2 separate regions of the Mus musculus genome follow, and region 2 is linked to region 1. Evidence: chromatin contacts called from public HiChIP or PLAC-seq data. All regions are on one chromosome and are shown on one strand. Each heading gives the region's core, a stretch centred on a gene start, on an enhancer-like site or on the middle of the called end of the contact. The rest is flanking DNA. Distances are from core to core; before and after follow the strand shown.

Evidence for each region. HiChIP or PLAC-seq counts read pairs in DNA pulled down with a chosen protein or histone mark.
Region 2: a contact with region 1 is called in a CTCF HiChIP or PLAC-seq map of CD8 T cells, with 5 read pairs. The contact joins two enhancer-like sites. A contact is called at or near these places in 1 of 39 promoter capture datasets (pre-B cells), 1 of 15 datasets of contacts at CTCF or cohesin (CD8 T cells), 6 of 484 Hi-C or Micro-C datasets (the HL-1 cell line, the N1E-115 cell line, Th1 cells and 3 more), 8 of 115 datasets of contacts at active chromatin or transcription factors (the HPC-7 cell line, bone marrow-derived dendritic cells, double positive thymocytes and 5 more) and 3 of 9 other capture datasets (adipose tissue, liver and pancreatic islet).

What each region holds. Positions count from the first base shown.
Region 1 is chr19:53,478,309-53,483,854 of GRCm38.p6, forward strand. No RefSeq gene overlaps it. Among named protein-coding and RNA genes, the nearest start is that of Gm30826, 12 kb to the right of the region's middle. Within about 2 kb of position 1,488, at least 79 of the 459 cell types and tissues checked have an H3K27ac peak or open chromatin away from gene starts, as enhancers often do. A contact at or near this core is called in CD8 T cells, where this site is marked.
Region 2 is chr19:53,545,311-53,550,642 of GRCm38.p6, forward strand. No RefSeq gene overlaps it. Among named protein-coding and RNA genes, the nearest start is that of Dusp5, 19 kb to the left of the region's middle. Within about 2 kb of position 2,436, at least 36 of the 459 cell types and tissues checked have an H3K27ac peak or open chromatin away from gene starts, as enhancers often do. A contact at or near this core is called in CD8 T cells, where this site is marked.

The sequences.
Region 1 (5,546 bases), core at 238-2,737:
GAGGCAGGGGGATTTCTGAGTTCCAGGCCAGCCTGGTCTACAACGTGAGCTCCAGGACAGCCAGGGCTATACAGAGAAACCCTGTCTCAAAAAACAAAAAAAAAAAAAAAGTGAGCAGGTAACAGAGGGAGGGGCTGGGAGGTGTGTTCAGGTAGGTAAAGTTCCTGATGTACAAAATTCAGAGCTCAGAATCCTAGCGCCTACGTGAAAAGCAGGCACGGCACTGCACAACGCTCATGTCTCTGTCCCCAGTGCTTGGGGACAGAGACAGGCAGATCTCAAAGGCATCTGTGGGCCGGCAGGTTAGCCTAGATAGCGAATTCCAGCTTCCGTAAGAAACATTGTCTGGAAAAATGAGGAGGAGAGCAATGAAGAATGACTTCTTTCGTGGTGTAATCTCAGACCTTCACTCATTCCCACAAATGTACCCACACATACATGCACACACATGAAGAAGAGGAGAGGGATAATTGCTCTTGGAAAGGGCAAGAGTGGGAAATGGGAAGAATGTCATCAAGACACACTGCATAAATGTATGAAAATATTATAATAAACCCACTATGCATAATCAATATATGCTAACATATTTTTGAATCAAGTTCTCACTATGCAACCTAGCTGACCTGGAGCTAACTATGTCGTCCAGACTGGCCTTGAACCTATAATCTCCTGCCTCTGCCTCCCAAGTGCTGAGACTGCAGGTGTTCATGATAATGTCTGACCACCACCCCCCCCAAAAATCTTTACTTTTAATTGAAGAAAAATATCCTAGAAAGATACACAGTCCTTGCCAAGAGAAGTTTTCTCTAAGGCGGAAAGCATATGTGAAATTTTAATTTTTCTACTCTGTTCCACTTGACTTTCATAGACTTAGCAGATAGTCTATCTGAGTTAAAGGAGTCGAATGGTCAATTTTTCTCCATAGAGCAAACTTAGAAGAAAGTGAGACTAACCAGAACAAAGATCCATGGTGTGGGGTGGTGACTAAAGACATCTGATTGTGAAGACAGAGGTGTGACAAGGACAACCAGTCTCTTTTCCTAGTGTGCAGTGACAGTATTCATGCACACATCTACCCTCCTGTGCCTGGCTGAGGCCCGAGCATCTACTGCGCTGGGAAAGGAGGCCCGGGTGGGCTGGACTCTCAGGTATGGACTGATGACTTCTCTGGAAGTCATGAACATTTTGAGCATCCTTTTGTGCATCCTGGGATGGATACTCACTAAAGGAGTGAACAGGCAACCCTACATCATGCTGATGTCTACACTGTCACATTTTTCCGTGTCCTGTACCATGTATGCCATCTTGTCACACATCAGCCAGTGCAGTGAGGGGCCTCCGACCTTTACTTCTACTTTATAAATAAGGAAGCTGAGGCTTCGGAGGCTGTGCAACTCACTAAAGGTCAACTAGCCACAGAGGTCAAGGCTGAGGTCACAACACTCCCCCTGACTCTGGAACCCACCTCAGAACCACCACTCAGTGTCCCCCGGGACACATACAGAAAGAATATGCTCGCGATGTTTGTAGAGCATGACTTCTTGCTGAGTTACCGTTAGCCTGACCACAAATGCTTCTGAGGAAAATGCTGAGGCGTTGGAGGCGTGGTTGGTGGCAGGGCTTGGCATCAGAGGTCCCTAGGTTCCATTCTTGGTACTGAGAAGGGTGGGAGGAGAAGGGGGGAGGGAAAGAAGAGGGGAGGGGAGAGAAGGGGACAGGACATGGAAAAGGAGAGGAGGGGAGGGGAGGGGACCGAGGGGAGAAGAGCAGAGAATTGATGATGTATGTGATTGGCGTCAACTGAGCTGGGATACCTGATATTGCCCCTTGAGTGGCAACTGCCTAAGCAGGTTTAATTTGTTTAAACATTTATTTTTTGTGTTTTTATGTGGTGTGTGTGTGTGTGTGTTCATGCATTAATGCACGTGTGGAGGTCCCTGTAGGAATCAGTCCTTTCCGTCCATCATGTGAGTCTCAGATATTGAAGTCAGGTGGTCAGATGGGGGCAAGCAGCCTTACTCACAGTCATCTATGGGTCTACCTAAAAAGAAAGGAAAGGTGAAGAAAAAACTCCAGTCTACACTGTAGCTCTCAGCTCATCATGTGTTTGTGTGGTTCTGAAAGATCCAGGATGCTGGTGCCCACCTGTACTCCTGGTCCTCCGTGGGTTGGAGGAGGAGCATCGGATCCCAAGGTCAAGGCCAGTCTAAGCTACCTATGTAGATCTTCTCTACAACAACAAACAACCCGGAGAGTTGAAAGTAGCTGCTTCTGGAGAAGGACCAGTCATCTGTGAATGACTTAGATCTGTGCTCACTCATAACTTTGATTTACACTGAAAAGTAAACAAAATCCAAAGTAAAAATAAAAAGAGTTCTGACTCCAGCCAGGGAGGAAGGTGAGTGGCTATGGTCAAGACAATGGAGACCTGGGAGGTAGGGCTTCCTTGTTCATTACACAAACAAAAGCTAGCAGGGCCTGAAGCAGGCATTGGTGGCAAGGACATTAGGGTGGTGACTTCCTGGGCTAAGAATGTAGCTCCAATGGTGGAGTCTGCCTAGTATTTGCAAAGTCCTCCTGGGTTTAACTCCCAACATGATATAAAACTGGGTATTACAGCACATGTCTTTAATTCCTGCACTCGGGATGTAGAGGCGAAAGATCAGGGTACATATTAAATTTGAATTCAGCCTGGACTACCCAAGACTGTTTCAAAAGAATAAAGAAAGGAGGGTGTATGTGGGGTGGTGGTGGATGGTGGTGGCACATACCTTTAATCCCAGCACTGGGAAGACAGATGTAGACTGAGCTCTGTGAGTTTGCGGCCATTCTGCTCTACAGAGCGAGTTCTAGGACAGCCAGTGCTACACAAGAGAAACCATGTCTTGAAACAACAACCACAACAAAACAAAACAAATCAACAACAAAAAACAGACAGGGGGTGGAATCTGAGGACATGTCGTGTTGCACAGGCACAGGGACGTAAGTTCTGATTCGCCAAAGCCATGTAAAAGCTAGGCTTAGCAATATGCTCCTGTAATCTCATAGCTGAGAAAGCAAAAAAGTAAGATTCCCAAGGGCCGAATAGCCAAATCAGTGAGCTTGGTGAGAGACTCTTTCTCAAAAATTAAGATAGAGACTGGGGAAGACAACCGGCACACATCTCTGGTCTCATGAATATGTGCACCTGCACACACGCGCGCACACACACACACACACACACACACACACACACACGTGCGGTGGGTCCCTTGAAACTGATGAGGAAAGATGAAATGACTTACTAAAAGAAAAAAACAATTAGAAAACAGAAAAGAAGGTCTGGTCATTCCAGAGCCAAGGACATGGCCCCTTGAGTCCCACATAGCCAAGTGGGACCTTTAATACACAGATGTAAAACAGAAGTGTGATCTCCTCTCCAAGGGGCAGTTTCCTCCATAAAACTGGGCTATCCTTGAGCAAGGTTAGTACTGGTCAGATACACACTTGGACATAGCAGCCTGGGGACAGAGGAGCCAGAGTGTGGTATCTGTCTACTCTTGTGTATGTATGTGTATGGTGGAGGGTGCACATGTGTGCATATGTGCACACAAACATGCCACAGTGACTCTGAAGTCTCTCCTTCTTCCACTGTGAGCTCTGAGGATGGAACTCAGTTTGTTAGCCTTGCACACTTTACCCACCGGGTCACCTCGCTAGCCCCGTAGGCCCTTGTTTTATACACGAGGTTCCCGAGTTGGGCCCAACAGACTGGATTAAAATGAAAATGGGATTACCCAGGCTTAATAGAGTTCTAAAATCCAGTTGTTCCCTGGCCTTCTGAAAGAGCAGAACGGGAAAGCTGAGTTCTCTCAATGGCTGGCATGGCCGAGGAGTTCCCACTGCCGTGACCTGTTCATCCTTTAGTTCTTACAAAACGTAGTGGAATGATAATCATCTGGCTCTCTATTGTTCTGTCTTCCTGTCCCAGCCTACAGGGAAGATAGCTTGCAGATGAGCAGTCTGGTCTCTCTTCTTTGTTTCTGCTTCCTCAGCCACTCATCTAGAAAACCAGTCTCCAGCCTCAGCCAGTCCCGGCAGAACCCTTGCTCTAGTCTATGGAATCAAGTGTCTCCCGATTCTAGAACCACAAAGCCAAGCCAGTTGAGATCTTTAATGTTGCTGTAGTCTTGTCCATGGGCAGTAGTGTGGAGAAGTTGGGCTTTAGACTCGAACCTGAGATGCCAAGGGCTCTCCCTGCCTTTACTATGTACATTTCCCTCAGACAGGAGCTGAACTGTCTTCTAAGACTGAGTAGCCGGAGCTCAGCACCCGAACAGACTTGTTATGTAAGGGCAAGGTGAGCTCACCGGGAAACATTTCTGGCAGAGGAGTGTCACACTGTTGGAGGGACAAGCAGTCAGGCCTGAGGCTTGCTCATTCCTAAGGGGGTGGCTTTTCTAGAGAGGCTCAGGCTTTGCTGGTGAGGGAGAGAGTCCAGTTTCTCCCTCCCCCGCAAATTCCTTCCTCTGGATTCAACTGGACCTTGTGGGGAGAGAGAGAGAGAGAGGACAATGCTTGAGTGTTGAGTAGCAAGAGCGTTGCAGGGAGGCCCAGGGCTCTGTCCTGTTGTGTGTGGGTGGATGTTTGGACCTCTCTGGTATGGTGGATCAAACCCAATCTTGAGACCTTTTAGGAAGATAACACAAGAGCATCCATCTGGAATGGACATCCTACAAGATCCTCTGCAGGTACCCCTGGTTCTGGAGCCCAGGGAGTCTGAGCTCCTCTGGTTACATCATCTCTATTCTGCAGAAGAGGCTGAGACGGGTTGGACAAGACACACACCAGGTGCTGCTCAGGGTAAGGTACCTTGGAGGTGCATAGAAGCCAGAGTCAGTCCACTGAGCCCTTTTGGATGGAGAAGCAGATGTGTCCGTGGGACATGATGCCCTGGATGGAGTCCCCTGTCTCTTCTCTCAGTTCAAATGCAGATGCCTCTGGGGAACTGAACCCCTTCTATCCCTGGGCATATATTTTCTGTAATGCCCCCATGTCTTGTAGCTATGCCGCCGGGATCTCTAGCTAGTGTGACTTGTGGTTGCACGGTACCCAGCAACTACCCCCATTCTGTTTCTGTCACCTGGAGCCTACCAATGCTTTCTCCATCTCTGCTGCTGCTGTTATTGTCTTCACAGCAACCCGGGGCAGATACTGGGGAGACTCAAAGGAGAATCGCCATTTTGAAAACGAACAAACTGCTCCAGAGAAGCAGTGTGGCTCACTGCGCTATCCCCCAGGTCAGATCAGCTCCTAGCTCAGCTTCCAATGAATCTATCCAGCTCTCTGTCCCCAAAGCCTTCCTAAAGCCACATCTGCTTCCTTGTTCCACTGTTGGGTTTTCTTGGTCTTTTTCCAACGCCCACTGAACAAAGGAGTCACAGCAAACCTGTCCTGTGTCCCCAAACCCACCCTACACTGTAAGCACATCAGATCACCTGCTTCTCTACTCCACATTTTTCCTGCCTCAGTGACTTCCCTCGAGCCGTGTCCACCGCTTAGTGTGC
Region 2 (5,332 bases), core at 1,186-3,685, 68 kb after region 1:
CACTGGCTGTCTCAGGGTTTCTATTGCTGCCATGACACACCCCATCACTGAAGGAAGTCAGGACAGGAAGTCAAGCAGGGCAGGAACCTGGAGGCAGGAGTTGATGCACAGGCCATGGTGTGTGTGTATGTGTGTGTGTGTGGTGGTGGTGGTGGTGGTGGTGGGGTGCTGCTTACTGGCTTGCTCATCATGGCTTGCTCAGCCTGATTTCTCATAGAACCCAGGACCACCAGTCCAGGGATGGCTCCACCCACGATGGGCTGGATGTTTCCCCATTAATCACTAGTTAAGAAAACACCCTAGATCTCATAGAGGTACGTTTTTCTCAATTGAGGTCCCCCTCCCTCCTCACACACATACTTTCAGATAATTCTAACTTATGTCAAGTTGGCATAAAACTAGCCAGTTTAGACATAGATGTTATATGGACATTTCCTGGGTTTTCTTATGAGACATGGAAGCAGGGACTATTAACAGAAAATCATACAAGGAAAACTGGGCATACTTAGCTCCTCCTCCTCCTCCTCCTCCTCCTCTCTCCTCTTTCCTGGCTTTCTGTCTGATACAGCATCAGTTACTGAGAAGTACACATGTCCAACTAACCCTGGAATTTGAATACTTCTCTTTCTGGTTCTGTTGGTGTTGGCTTCATGAATGCTGAAGTTTTGCTTGATGTGTCTTCTGGATAAATTCACCCCTTCATTATTATTAGGAAATGCCCCTGTAATATTCCTTAAAATGTTTAGATCATGGTCGATATTACATTCGTGTTTTCATGGTACACACAAACACACACATATTGTACCTATGTATGTGCCTAGATGCCTGTGTGTCATAGGGAGAATCTTGCCATGTTACTCAAACTGGATAAACTTGTAATCCTTCTGTTCTCAGCCTCCTGAGTAGTTAGAGCACAGGCAGGTCTCACATGCCTGGCATGACATGAACATTTGACTTTAGGCATTAACATTTAACATTCTTTTAAGATACTTTCATTTCATGCGTATAGGTGTTTTGCTTCTATGTATGTACATACGTGCACCACACTCATGCCGTGCCCTCTGAAGCCAAAAGTGGGTGTCAGACACCCTGGAACTGGAGTTACAAATGGTTGTTAGCCTCCATGTGGTTGCTAGGAATGGAACCCCAGTTCTCTGCAGAGCAGCTGTGCTCTTTAATTGCTGAGCTGTCTCCCCAACCCTGTTGCTTTTATGTTGGTTTTGTTTTGAGAAAGAGTCTATGTAGACCTGTCTGTGCTGGAGCTTGCTGTATAGACCAAGCTAGTCTTGAACCTAGAGAACTGCATGCACTTGCCTCCCTCCAGATGCTGGGATTAAAGTCACGTGCCGCCATGCCCAGGTCAGCCCCTTTACTTTTAACTTGTGTATTTATATTTGGAGGGTTTCTGGGGGTGTTTGTTTTGTTTTGTTTTGTTTTGCTGTTCCTGGTCACTGTTGTTTTACAGGAAAGCAAATGTTGGTCCTGGTGTGTACCTACCAGGCAGGGGATCTCACCGCTGGTGTGCGCCAGGCAGGGGATCTCACCGCTGCTGTGCACCAGGCAGGGGATCTCACCGCTGAGATTGGTCCTTGGCCCTCAGAGTTATTCTGTAACAAATAGTATGACTTTCTTTCCTCTTCTGAACTACTTATGTTAAATCTTCCACGTGCTATTTGTCTTCTGTTTATGTCTTGTCTATTTACCTTCTTTTACATACATTGACTATTTACATGATTTCATATTTTCTTTATGCATCAGCCCTGGTTGGTCTGATCTCTCTATGCAGATCAGGCTGGCCTTGAACTCACAAGCACTGAGATTAAGATCTGTACTACCCAACCTGGTTATATATTATATAAGATGAATCATAATATAATATAGTTTAGCTAAGATTTACAATACACTCCTTATCATTAATTTCAAACAATGCCACCTCTGTACTCTGTGAGAATGAAAGACATAGCAGTCCCCCATGTGACTCCCTTCTTTAAAAGTACGTGCGATTGTTGTAATTAATTTTAATTCGCCTTGATATATTATAAACCCACATTGCTATAAACAGCTGATAATAATTAAGATGGATTTTTAATGTAGAAGAGAAGCGTTCCTAGACCTTCAGTGGCTAAGTGGGTGGTCCAGGGAATATGGGTATGATCTTACTGCTACATTTTGGGGTGGGGGTACTTCTATTGAAAGTGCCATACAGTCCTCAAGTCCCAAGAGGCCACAGCTTCACCAGGCTGTCTTTGGTCTGTTGGTCACTGCCCATCGAGTAGACAAGGCTGGCCTAGCCTCCATGGCTTTCCTCTTAGTCTTCTTCCCTTACCCATGCCTGCTGCAACCTCAAGCTCCTTTTAAAGGTTACTGGGCAGGGCCTTCCTGCTGTGGAAGAGCTTGGTGGCTCGCGCTTCCTCTGCCCTTTCTATATGCAGACACATGACCGCGGCTTCTGTGTGTTTTCTCTTAAGCCTGCTGTGACCCACAAGGGAGCTATAGCTGCTTTGTCCTTTCTCACAGAACAGGCCACGTGACCCTCTGCTCTGTGTTTCATGTGAGTTTGCTTTGACTACATCACGTCAATCAATCAAGGCAGTCAGTCAGGGTCGAGAGCATAGGCTGGGGTCAGGGGCTTGGCTTCTCCGTCCAGCTTTTCTGATTTCTAATTAGGTATGTGTGTGCCTGTGTCTGTGTACATGAGTGTAGCTGCCTGTGGTGGCCAGAGACGACAGATTCCCTTAGAGCTGGAGTTATATGCTGTTGTGAGCCTTTCTAACACGGGTGGTGGGAACTGAACTCGGGTCCTCTAGGATAGCCTTGTGTGCTCTGAGCCATCTATCCAGCACCCATTTCTTCCTTCCTTTTCTTATTTTGTCTTTTCTTTGTCTTCCTTCTTTTCCTCTTTCTCCTCTACCTCCTCTTCCCTCTCTCCTTCTTTCTCTTCCCCTTCCTCCTCCTCCTATTCTTCCTCCTCCTCTTCCTTCTCCTCTTCCTCCTCCCCCTCCCCCTCCTCTTTCTGTTTTTAGTGCTGAGGGTTGAATCCAGAGCCTCGCGCTTCCTAGGCGAATGCTTTCACTGTACTCTACCCCGAGCCTTCCTTCCTTTTGCTTCTTTTGAGACAGGGTCTCGCTGAATGCCCCCAACTGGCCTTGAATTCACTCTGTAGCCTATTCAGGTCCTGAGTTTGGGAATCTCCTGCCACAGCCTTGTGAGTTTTGCAGGGATAGCAGGTTATTAGGCCTGGGCTGCCCCTCCTGTGGCACCTCCTTAGGTAGGTTCTGTAATGACTTTGGGCTTGTAGCTTCTTGGCAGGAAAGTAAGGGGATTGAGTTGGATGACTTCAGTGGCTCCGTCAAACAGCAGCCTTCCAGGACTCTGTGTTAGTGGCCTTGCTCACAGCTAATGAGCACCTACCCTGGCAGCACAGCTAAGGTTTATTTACTTTAATAATATTTATCAAAACCACAGAGCTCACTTCACACTCATATATCATCCCTGCCTTCCTGTTTATCCCAAAGGTTATCTTTGCAAACGGCCCTTTGGGTTTATAAAAGCACCCCTGTGCTCACCGCATATGCTTAAGTGAGCGAAAAGCAAGCTGTAAAACTGTGACTCCCATCTCACCATCTCACCGACAGTGCCTACAAATTTGTGCCGTATGCATTTTTAAATTTTGACTTCATGTACGAATGTAGAATATTTTAAATATTTTCATGTGGATACAGTTTATAAATATAAGTATTTGTGATTGTGTTTATATAACCTGAAAGGTTCCTAGTATAATATCACATTGCCTTTCCTTTCTTCTTTCTTCTTATGTAAAGGACACCGTAGCACATGGACAGTGCAATCTAATCCCTGGGAAGTCAACCTCAACTTCCCAGCCGCCCTCACTTCCCTCATTAAGCCCAGGTCAACCTCACACTTACTGTGAGGCCAAGGATAACTCTGAACTCTGGATCCTCCTGCTTCTACTCCCAATACTGGGATTCCAGGTGAGCAACATCTCTCTGGCTTTAGGGAGTGCTGGAGTCAGAACCCAGGACTTCCTGCATGCTGGGCAAACACCCTGCCAACCAACTGGAGCCCCAGTTCCTATGGCTGAATGGTGACATAGCTGCGTACTCCCCTCCACACCCCAACTACCCTGGGTGCTGGGGATTGGTCCTAGAGCCTCATGTACTGGGTAAGTACTGTATCATGGAAATATGTTCCCTAGTCTGTTTTGTTTGTTTGTTTGTTTGAGACAGGGTCTCACTAAGTTGTCTAAGCTAGCCTTGAATTCACTCAGTAGTCTATGGCCCAGGCAGGCTTTGAACTTTTAACCATCCTCCCTCTGCCCATCTTGCCCATCTTGCCCCTCTGCCCCTCTTGCCCCTGCCAGGGAGCTGGAATTGTGGGGCTGGGGTACCAGGCCCAGCTCTTTTGTCACTCTTTGTGTGAGCTAGTCTCAACGTATTTCCAAGGTTGAACTTAAAAGTTTTATTTTATTATTAATGTGTATGCATGTATGAGTATGTTCTCATCAGTGCCAGTGTCTGAGACCAGAGGGTTCAGCTAGCATTGTAGCTGAGAACTTACAGGGGGTTGTGAGCCCGGATGGATTCTGCGGGGTGGAACTGGGGTCCTCTGCAGAATCAGAACATGTGCCTAACGGCTGGACCGTCTCTGCAGCCCAGCAAGGTTGGTTCTGAACTCAGTTAAAATGACGGACCCATCTCAGCCTCCTAAGTAGCTGGAATTAAAGTATACCATCATACCCAGCTTTGTTTGTTTGTATGTATATATGTATGTATGTATATGTATGTGTATGTGTATGTGTATGTGTATGTGTATGTATATGTATATGTATGTATGTATGTATATGTATATGTATATATATATGTATATGTGTATATATATCCTTTATACAATAATTTTTGCTCAGGGGAACTGTTTATTTTCTTAGATATACTAAAGTCACATAAACCAGTAAATACTATTTCCATTGCACCCAGAACCTTGGTGACCCCTCAACTTTGTCCCTGATGCTTTCTCTCAGGTTACCCATGTGCTTTGGAAGAGGGTCCAGAGAGCACAGGACAGAGCAGTGTCCTCCCTGGACCATCAGCCTCAGTTTTCTAGCCACTGCCCCCTTCCCCATCTCCATTCACCTGCCTCCTAGGTTTTTGTCTTTTGGGCTCAATGGAGACCAGCAGTATCCTCAGCTGCCCTTCCTACCTCCAGTCTCTCCCCTGTAGTCAATCTTGTACACCAGCATTCATCTATTTATCGGGAGACTGGATCAGCGGGAATTGTCATAGCCAAGGCTCCAGGGTCCCATGGAAAAACCATG